Regions from separate parts of the Sus scrofa genome. Here regions 1 and 2 are each linked to region 3. The links are chromatin contacts, called in public HiChIP or PLAC-seq and promoter capture Hi-C maps. All regions are on one chromosome and are shown on one strand. The core of a region is the stretch at or near the end of the contact, and the rest is flanking DNA. Distances in the headings are between cores, read along the strand shown.

What was found. Promoter capture Hi-C pulls out the DNA fragments that hold promoters and counts their contacts. HiChIP or PLAC-seq counts read pairs in DNA pulled down with a chosen protein or histone mark.
Region 1: a contact with region 3 is called in an H3K27ac HiChIP or PLAC-seq map of alveolar macrophages. The contact joins the enhancer-like site here to the promoter of PTPN2 in region 3. A contact is called at or near these places in 2 of 5 promoter capture datasets (both in liver), 3 of 47 Hi-C or Micro-C datasets (alveolar macrophages, embryonic fibroblasts and epiblast stem cells) and 2 of 2 datasets of contacts at active chromatin or transcription factors (alveolar macrophages and skeletal muscle).
Region 2: a contact with region 3 is called in a promoter capture Hi-C map of liver, with 4 times the contacts expected there. The contact joins the enhancer-like site here to the promoter of PTPN2 in region 3. A contact is called at or near these places in 4 of 5 promoter capture datasets (fetal liver, fetal skeletal muscle and liver), 3 of 47 Hi-C or Micro-C datasets (epiblast stem cells, heart right ventricle and liver) and 2 of 2 datasets of contacts at active chromatin or transcription factors (alveolar macrophages and skeletal muscle).

Annotation. Positions count from the first base shown.
Region 1 is chr6:96,869,183-96,871,914 of Sscrofa11.1, forward strand. No RefSeq gene overlaps it. Among named protein-coding and RNA genes, the nearest start is that of CEP76, 23 kb to the right of the region's middle. Within about 2 kb of position 1,274, at least 4 of the 83 cell types and tissues checked have an H3K27ac peak or open chromatin away from gene starts, as enhancers often do. A contact at or near this core is called in alveolar macrophages, where this site is marked.
Region 2 is chr6:96,832,845-96,835,781 of Sscrofa11.1, forward strand. All of the region lies in intron 6 of PTPN2 (tyrosine-protein phosphatase non-receptor type 2), which reads left to right. Among named protein-coding and RNA genes, the nearest start is that of CEP76, 59 kb to the right of the region's middle. Within about 2 kb of position 1,322, at least 7 of the 83 cell types and tissues checked have an H3K27ac peak or open chromatin away from gene starts, as enhancers often do. A contact at or near this core is called in fetal liver and liver, where this site is marked.
Region 3 is chr6:96,768,494-96,771,409 of Sscrofa11.1, forward strand. It overlaps PTPN2 (tyrosine-protein phosphatase non-receptor type 2), which reads left to right and starts at 1,371. Exons shown (of 9, transcript XM_021096023.1): 1 at 1,371-1,939. The coding sequence starts at 1,778.

The DNA.
Region 1 (2,732 bases), core at 24-2,523, 100 kb after region 3:
TTGCATGTGTAGCAGTGCAAGTTTCATAGATAAGAGTGACCAGGGTCGAACTTTACACACTGCCAACCCCACTCGAAGGGTCTGGTTATCAGCTTCCAGTAGGAAGTGAGTTCCTGGGTCCAGTGCCTGGTGTTCCTCGCCCTCTCCCAGGGACTGCCGACTGGACCACGCCTGGCTCTGGTGCCCACTCTTTTCCAGGGCCTTGGTCTTTGAGGGTCTCCAACAGGAGGTCAGAGGAGGTGAGTCTATGAGGTATTGGTGGCAGCACCAGGTGACAGGGATGCTGGTGAGCCATGGTCAAAGTCTGGAGATTGCGACAGCAGAGCCCATGGGCTTGTGCTTGTGGAGGGCAGGAGAGAGGCCGTGCTCAGCCTTCTGGCAGAGGACCTGGGAGGAAAGATGTCAGCGGAGCAGGGAGGAGGGAAGGAAGCGGGGATGGAGGCAACTGGAGGCCTGCCTGGTCCCCAAATTCAGAGGCTGAGAGGGTAGTTGAGATGTTCAAGGGAGAGTTCAGAAGAGAAGATGAGCTGGAAATAGACATTTGGGAACCGGCGCCATGTAGATAGACGGATTTTTAAGCTATGATGCCATGGATGTTAGATATTGAATTTAAAATATCTGTCATTTCAAAATTCCCACTGTGGCTCAGCGGAAATGAACCCAACAAGTATCCGTGAGGATGCGGGTTCAATCCCTGGCCCTACTCAGTGGGTTAAAGATCCAGCATTGCTGTGGCTATAGGTCGGCAGCTGCAAGTCATGCCACAGGTGCAGCCCTAAAAAACAAACACAAACCCTATCATTTCAAATACATATTGATCAATCAATATTAATCCAAATATCATATTCACAATTCCAAGTATCTGAAATAATTTAATATCTCTTAAGTAGAAACACCAGAAGCGAGTTCAGTTGCTGTGCCTATGGCCTTGTGCATCCTCTCCGAGTCATTTTGCCAAAGGTTGTAAGTAAATTGATGGTTGTGGTACAGCCTGTTCCCTGGGCAACTTCACTGAGTCCAGAATTTCCCCCTAAATTTTTATTACTTTAACTGAAATTGGCCAGCCGTGTTCCCTTGAAATACCTATTTCCTTAGGCCAAATTTGGAAAAATTTCCCTTCTTTTGAATATGAGGAGGATGCTCTAGCCAGACCCAAGGAAGAAATACTGAAAGTGCAAAAAGGGCCCACCACTCATCCAGCCCTACTGAGATGAGGGCATCACCTGTAAGCACCTGGCTCCTCTGCCTGTTGCAGGACTTTGGGACCTGCTGCCAGGTCAGGGGTGCCCCCTGCAGCCCAGGCCTGGAATTGCTCTGAAGTAGAGAATTCAGTGGCATAGACTGCATTGCTCTCATTTCTTTCAAAACAAGTATATATTAACTGTAGAAAATTTAGACTTTACAGGCAAACCAACAGATGAAAAAAATTTTAAATCACCCATATATAGCTGCTGCTAACATTTTGGCTACCCCACGTTTTTGCTATGAGCGATACTCATTTTCCTCCCAAATGAGACTATATGATAGTGTTTTGAAACCAATTTGTTTTCACTTAACTTCTTCTTTATATGCAAATTGACAGCAGCTGTGAGGACAGACGCCCACACCAGCACAGTGATCTGCCTGCCTGCAAGTTCTGTCAGCTCTCTTGATTGAGAACCACTATGAAATTAAAATATATATGTCATTTACATAAAATATGGTTGAAAGGCTCAGAGTTTGTCATCTCGGAAAAAACAAATATCTTCAGAATTTGTCATCTAGGAAAAAACAAATATTTTCAGAGTAACTAAATATAAATAGTCTCTTCAATAATTCTAATCTATTTAGAAATTTAAATGGAATTACTGCTGAATGAAATAATTTCTTTCCCATATTGTTTTATCTGATTTTTCTTCCTCTTAAGGGAAAAAGTATATTTCTGCCAACAGTAGGGATTTTTTTCCCATAAGTATTCTCAATAGCAATATATATATATATTTTTTTTTTTTTTTCTTTTTTAGAGCCCAACTTGCGGCTTATGGAGGTTCCCAGGCCAGAGGTCGAATCAGAGCTACAGCCGCCGGCCTACACCATAGCCACAGCAACATCAGATCCGAGCTGTGTCTGCGACCTACACCACAGCTCATGGCAATGCCATGATCCTTAACCCACTGAGTGAGGCCAAGGATTGAACCCGAGTCCTCATGGATCTTAGTCGGGTTTGTTAACAACTGAGTCATGAAGGGAACTCTGCAATATCCTTTTAAAAACACATATTTCAGGGTCAAAGAAAATGAAAACAAGCAAACCAACAAGAAAGTTGAAGGCAGAAAATAAGATTTTAAAAACTTGCTTTGGTTAGAAACAAATCAGTAGCACTAAATATATGTATAAATTACTACACATTCTGCATTGTGTAAATGGCATCCAAGATAGATTTTTTTTGTGAAGAAAAAAGAAATATAACCTACATGTTAAAAGAGAAACGGTGGAACAATTCCCTCTACTGGATGTTTTAATGGAGAGCTAGACGTACTGAATTCTTGCATGATGGGAGTGCTCAGAAAAGTGAATTCTTGCATAAAGGGAGGGACAAGGCAAACTGGGACTGGTGGGGGTAGGGGGAGGAGAAGCTGACAGAGCATCTTACATTTACACTGTTAAAATTTTTTACAGTGAGAGTGTGTTCATCACTTATATAAGAATCTTTAAAAACAAGATACAGAATTCTATATATAATATAATGTCAC
Region 2 (2,937 bases), core at 72-2,571, 64 kb after region 3:
CTATGTATTGACTGCATAATAAAACTGAAAAAAATAAATAAATTTAATGTTACAAAGATCAGAAGTTACTTTGTCTAGAATCCCCAAACTGCATGCATGAATTAACTGTCCTGTGCCCCCAGAAATATCTCATTTGATGTATAAGGATGTGATACTCAATTTATGCAAAGACTTTTCTTTCTCTCCATCTGCCTCCTCTTTGCCTCTAATTTTTGGGAAAACTCAGTATTTGTAAGAAGAAAGAAGGAAGATTTTCCAGTGTGAATTGATGGGGTGGGCGGGGCATTCCCTGCCTCAGCACACCCCAGGGTGCCGTCTCTGTGCCTCTGACCGTGAAAGCATTGTCCCCAGTTCTTTTTACTGAAGGGAGCATCTGTCCTCACCTGAGCTTTAATGTAGATTTATGTGAAGGGCATGGTGTTTTCATTCTTGATACTGTTTCATGTTAGTTTTCCCGTAAAGATTTCCGACATAGGTGGATATACAATCATTTAGAACCTGCAAGGACAAAGGAGAGCTGTTAATATTCACATCTGAAGTGATTGTGCCTGAAACCAGTAAGTACGTGTGTGATTATAGTCACCTATAGTGATTCACTGCACCAGTCCGCATGGCCTGGCGCTACCTGGGTGACTAGACATGATTGCTGGTTGTCTCTAATAATGACACCATTTACTTTCCATCCTTCTGGCACGAGGTGGCCATAAGCACGCAGTACAGGTGCTGGCGTTGCCACATCCTCATGAGTAGACAGACCCCTAAGATCGGTGATTGCAGGAAACCTCCCAGGGGGCGTAATTTGCCAAATCAAACTTGATGGTGTCAGATCTCCTGCTGCCAGGTTGACACCACTAATCAAGTAATAAGGAAATTATATACTTTCAGCAAATTACAGTGCGTTTCAGGTTTAGTTACATCACCCCCAGCTTTTTCAAGGGGCTTTTCTCCATGAGAAGAAGCTGGGGTGGTGTTCCCAGCTGCACTTGGTCTGTGGGAGTGGCTCCACGTGGGTGTGAGTCTGGGCACAGGGAGCCGCTCAGTTTGGAGCTGAGTGCAGTGTTGACTCCTACTTCACTAGGTGAATGGCGCCTCTTTGCCTGTGTCATGGGAAAGCAAAGTTTGCTGCCCCAAAACATGGCAAAACAGCATTGTCCTTTTCTTTTTTAATTTACTAGCCTTCAGTCTCTTTTTCTCCCCCCTCACGCTGTAGCCCCCTGCTGAGTCTTTTCTTATTGACAGATTCCGGATTTGTGCTTATTCTGGGAAGTGGTCCAGTAAGACTTGGTTTTTGGCATCAGCTTGTTTATTGACATTGTTGAGCCTTGTCCAAATATGAGCCCGGGTTGCTGTAACTAGACCTTTGTGAAGAATTGACCAGCATAGTTCTGGAGACAGTATCATTTTTATTTGGTACTTTTCTGAACTATCTGGTGTCTAAAATTGATGATGGCTTCAGAGGTACAGGTATTGTTGAGGGGCTCCAGCACAGCAGGCCCAGACTGTCTGGGTGCAAAATTCTGGCTCTGCTGCGCATTAGCCCATCGCATCTGTAAAGCGGGGGATAGGAGTAACAGTGGCAGCGCCTCCCCCGGGGGGGGGTCTCCTGAGGACCTAGAACCAGTACAGGTGGGCATGGGATATGCTCAGAGAGGAACCATTTCCCCACTAGCATTTTTTCCAATATAACAAATGCTGTTCGGACTGAGTGAAACAGCTTTGTCATGGGAAGGAAGAGAATTGACATGGTCCCCTCAGTGATGAGTCCTTCTCTCATATGTTTAGTTCTTTCTCTACTGTTGGCAGAACACTCTTCCTGGACTCAGCCCCTGCTCAGGAGCACTGGGCCCCCAGGAACCCAGGTCAGGGGCAGAGGTCATTCCCAGGTCAGCTTCCCTCCCGGCCTCCTCTCAGGCCAGGCTCTCCTCCGTGCTCTCCTTCTAGCCAAATTGTTCTCACTGTCCTCCAAATGTGACAGGTTACAGAGGTTTACATTCTCTGAGTCTTTTGTGAGTCAGCTACTGTAAAACAAAGAGATGCATTAATTACGCAATAGAAGAGCTATATTGGGAGAAGGTAGAATGTGGTAAAATGCCATCTTCAATTCCTCTGTTGTATAATGAGAGAAGTTAAAAACTAGTTTATTGGTGTATCAATGCATTTGCTGCAATTTACAAAATCTAAATATACAGGCATTATTCAAATTGTTCAAATATACAGGTGTAGCAGAGCATCTTGAGGGCATGAGTATTGTGTAAGTTCTAGGACAGTATAAGTTTTGAGGGGTTTGTCTCTGTTTAGAATCATTAATCCTCAGACAGTAAGTTAGAGACTTTATTCATTAGATCCAAGACTCCACGCTTTTCAGGATGGCAACTTTTAAGAGGGCCACCCCATCTGTGCCAAGTGGCCATTTTGTGCCAGCATAGGCACTCAGACTGCCACCTTGGCTCCTCTCTCTGTGGTGGGGAGAGGGCGGAAGTGCTCTACCCCTGCAGGACACCGAGGGCGCAGGGTCCCCATGCGGAGGCTACACTTGCCTCTGCCCTCTCCAGCCCGCGCTTTGTCACTGCCTGAATCTTCCAGGGCCCAGTTTATTCTGCCCACCACCGCCCCCGCTTGTCCCTAGGATGGGGGCAGTGAGGCCCAAGGAAGCTAGCGTTTGTCACCCATGCTGCTAGGCATAAATTGCAGCAGGTCCCGAGGTGGGTAACATTCCTCCTATGTCTATAGAAGGAAATAGAGCCTCATCTGGGTCTGGATCCTGCCTGCTCTGAAGTCCAGGCATGCTGAGCTGTCCCTTCACCTGGTGCTGGCCTCGCTGCCCGGGCCGCTGCTATAGCTGGTGGGGACAGATTGAGGTGTGCACGGACCTACATGCGAGCTCACCATTAGTTCTCCAGGAAACTGCACAGTGGCAACGGCAGGGAGACAGTGGTC
Region 3 (2,916 bases), core at 121-2,620:
GGTCAAACCCGCACTGATCCAAAGACAACCTGGGATTAATAACTGGCTGCGTCACTTCGGGAACACCCTGTAGTAGTCTTGGTTTATACAGAGAAAGGGGAGAGGGATGTTGGTTGGGCAAGCTGATCTAGTAGGATTTTTGCTGAAGGTGGGCCAGATGTCACTTGGGGGACGGCAGAAGATGAGGAACCTGATTTAAACTGTAAATGCTCAGATACTGAGATTCGGGGACTCCTAATGGAATTCGACAATGCAGAGAGAAACTGGGAACTCCAAAAGCCCAGACCTCGCTGAGAAAGAGCTCAGAGGACTCTATCATTTCACTTTAATTAAAATTTAACTTTTTTTTTAGGGATGCATCTGCAGCATATGGAAGTTCCCAAGCTACAGATTGAATCGGAGCTGCAGCTGCCAGTCTACGCCACAGCCACAGCAGATCTGAGCCACATCTGTGACCTACACCACAGCTCACAGCAATGTGGGGTCCTTAACCCACTGAACAAGGCCAGGGATGAACCCACAACATCAAGGATACTAGTTTGGTTCTTAACCCACTGAACCACGATGGGAACTTTGGTTAAATTTAACTTTTATTTAGTGGATGCACAGCTAAAGTTCTTCTAACCCTTCACATTACTTACTGAAGGTGATATAAGATGTTCTAAGCACGTGAGCTTCCCAACAATGGATTATCTTAACATAAAGTGAGATGATTTTCATCATCAGCAGTTTGTTTGGTAAAAGATGATTTGTCCTTTTCAGAGGTAACACTAGCTTTTCAGTTGTGGAACATTTACAAGTGTAGTCTCCAACCTCCAGAAGAGGTTACCTCTTCTGCTATAGCGGTTTATTTGGCACAAAACCCGAGGCTGCGCAGAAGCTGGCCTCAGGTCTGGTTTATTTCCTCCTAGAGGAGAAAGTGGGACACGGGTCTAAACTGACCTAGATGACATTTAAAATAAAGTTCAGGGAGTTCCCATTGTCGCTCAGTGGAAATGAACCCAACTAGTATTCATTAGGACTCAGGTTTCATCCCTGGCCTTGCTCAGTGGGTTAGGGATCCGGCATTGCCATGAGCTGTGATATAGGCCACAGATGCAGCTTGGATCCTGCATTGCTGTGGCTGTGGTGTAGGCCAGCAGCTACAGCTCCAATTCAAACCCTAGCTTGGAAACCTCCATATGCAGAGCAAGTGGCACTAAAAAGACAAATAAATAAATGAAGTTCAGCAGTTTCTGTTCTGGCTCAGCAGTGAAGACTCGGACTAGTACCCATGAGGATGCTGGTTTGATCCCCGGCCTTCCTCAGTGGGTAAAGGACCCGGAGTTGCCATGAGCTGTGGTGTAGGTGGAAGAGGCGGCTTGGACCTGGTTGTGGCTGGCAGCAGCGCTCTGACTGTACCCCTAGCCTGGGAACTTCCATATGCTGCACGTGAGGCCCTAAAAAGCATAAACCCCTCCCCCAAAATCAGTTCAAGCAACGCTGTTCTAAAAATTAAGACTAACAGGGAAAAAGACATGGGACGGCAAGGAGGAAACAGGTCTCCCCAGCACACTCGCCAAGCGACGAGGCCCAGAACCCCGGCAGCTCGCCTTCCGCGTCCTTCGCCTGCATATCCGGGGTTCCTCCCGGCCCCGCCCCCTCCACCTGGGCGCCGTCAGGACCACGCCTCCCCCGGTGCCCCGCCCGCGTGGCGCAAGCAGCGCGCTGACGTCACGCACCAGGTACTTTCCCCGCGCCCCGGTCTGCGAGGGGGCGGGGCGGGCGTGGAGCGCGCATGCGCGGCAGCGGCAGCGCGCTGCCCGGATCGTGCGGGGCCCGAACCTCTCCGCCGGCGCAGGCTCCCTCGCGCCAGCTCCCTCCCGCCGCCATGTCGGCCGCCATCGAGCGGGAGTTTGAGGAGTTGGACGCTCAGAATCGCTGGCAGCAGCTATACCTGGTGAGTGGAGGGCTCACGCAGCCGCCGCCTGCCCCTCCGAGGACCCGGCTCGCGCCCGCCAGCGCCCGCCGCCTCCCCCGCCTCCCGCTGGGGCGGAAGTGGCCGCGCGCGGGCCGCGTCAGGACGCGCGTGCGCCGCCTGGGCCTGGGCAGCAGGGTACCGGCGTGCGCGCAGGCGCAGTCGTCTCCGGGGGCGGTGCCGGTGGCGGGCGTGGGCGGGGATGCGGCGGGGCCCGAGGTGACGGGGCTCGGGGTGACAGGGGCGGGGGTTCGCGGGGAGGGGCGTTGCGGCGCGCCCGGTTTGTCTCGGCGTTCGGGGAGGAGCTCGGGGAGGTAGGGGGTGCCGAGAATGGTCGCCCCGTGCCCCATCCCGACTTCCGCGCGACGTGAGGGGTTCCCCGCCCGGGCGCTTGTTTCCCCAGGCCCTCCTGGGTTACAGTCCTTTCCGCGAGGGAACGAGCTCTATGTTGGCTTCTCAGGCTACCTGCCGAGCATTTCACTTCCAAGTGTACTTGAGTTAAGCTCTTTTAAAATGACTCGGTTGTCTGTTCTCCACCGTTTAATCATTAGCACGTTGTTTCCAAGATCGTACTGAGTGGTTGGTGAGTTAATGCTGCTCCCGCGGTCGCTCTGCACAGTGAAACGTCAGAATTAAGGCTTTCCTGTAAACCGCAGTGATTCCGGACTTTCCCCCTTCCCATTTAATTAGATGACAGTTTCTCTTGTGTTCGAGATGTAACGTTTTCTTCTTGAACACTTTAGCAGGAAGTGTAATAAATACCCTGATTCACGTGGTTGGAGTGTGGAGAATTGGGTATTAACTTTAAGGACTTTTCCAGCTATAGAAAGTTTTAAATGCAAATTCTCGTAGGAAGCTTTATGTGGGAGCCTTCCAGCTATGTCTTGTGCAGTTCTGTTTGTTTTAGCCGAGGCTCCTGTCCCCAAATTGTTAGTGGTTTATTAGAATTCATGTTTGAA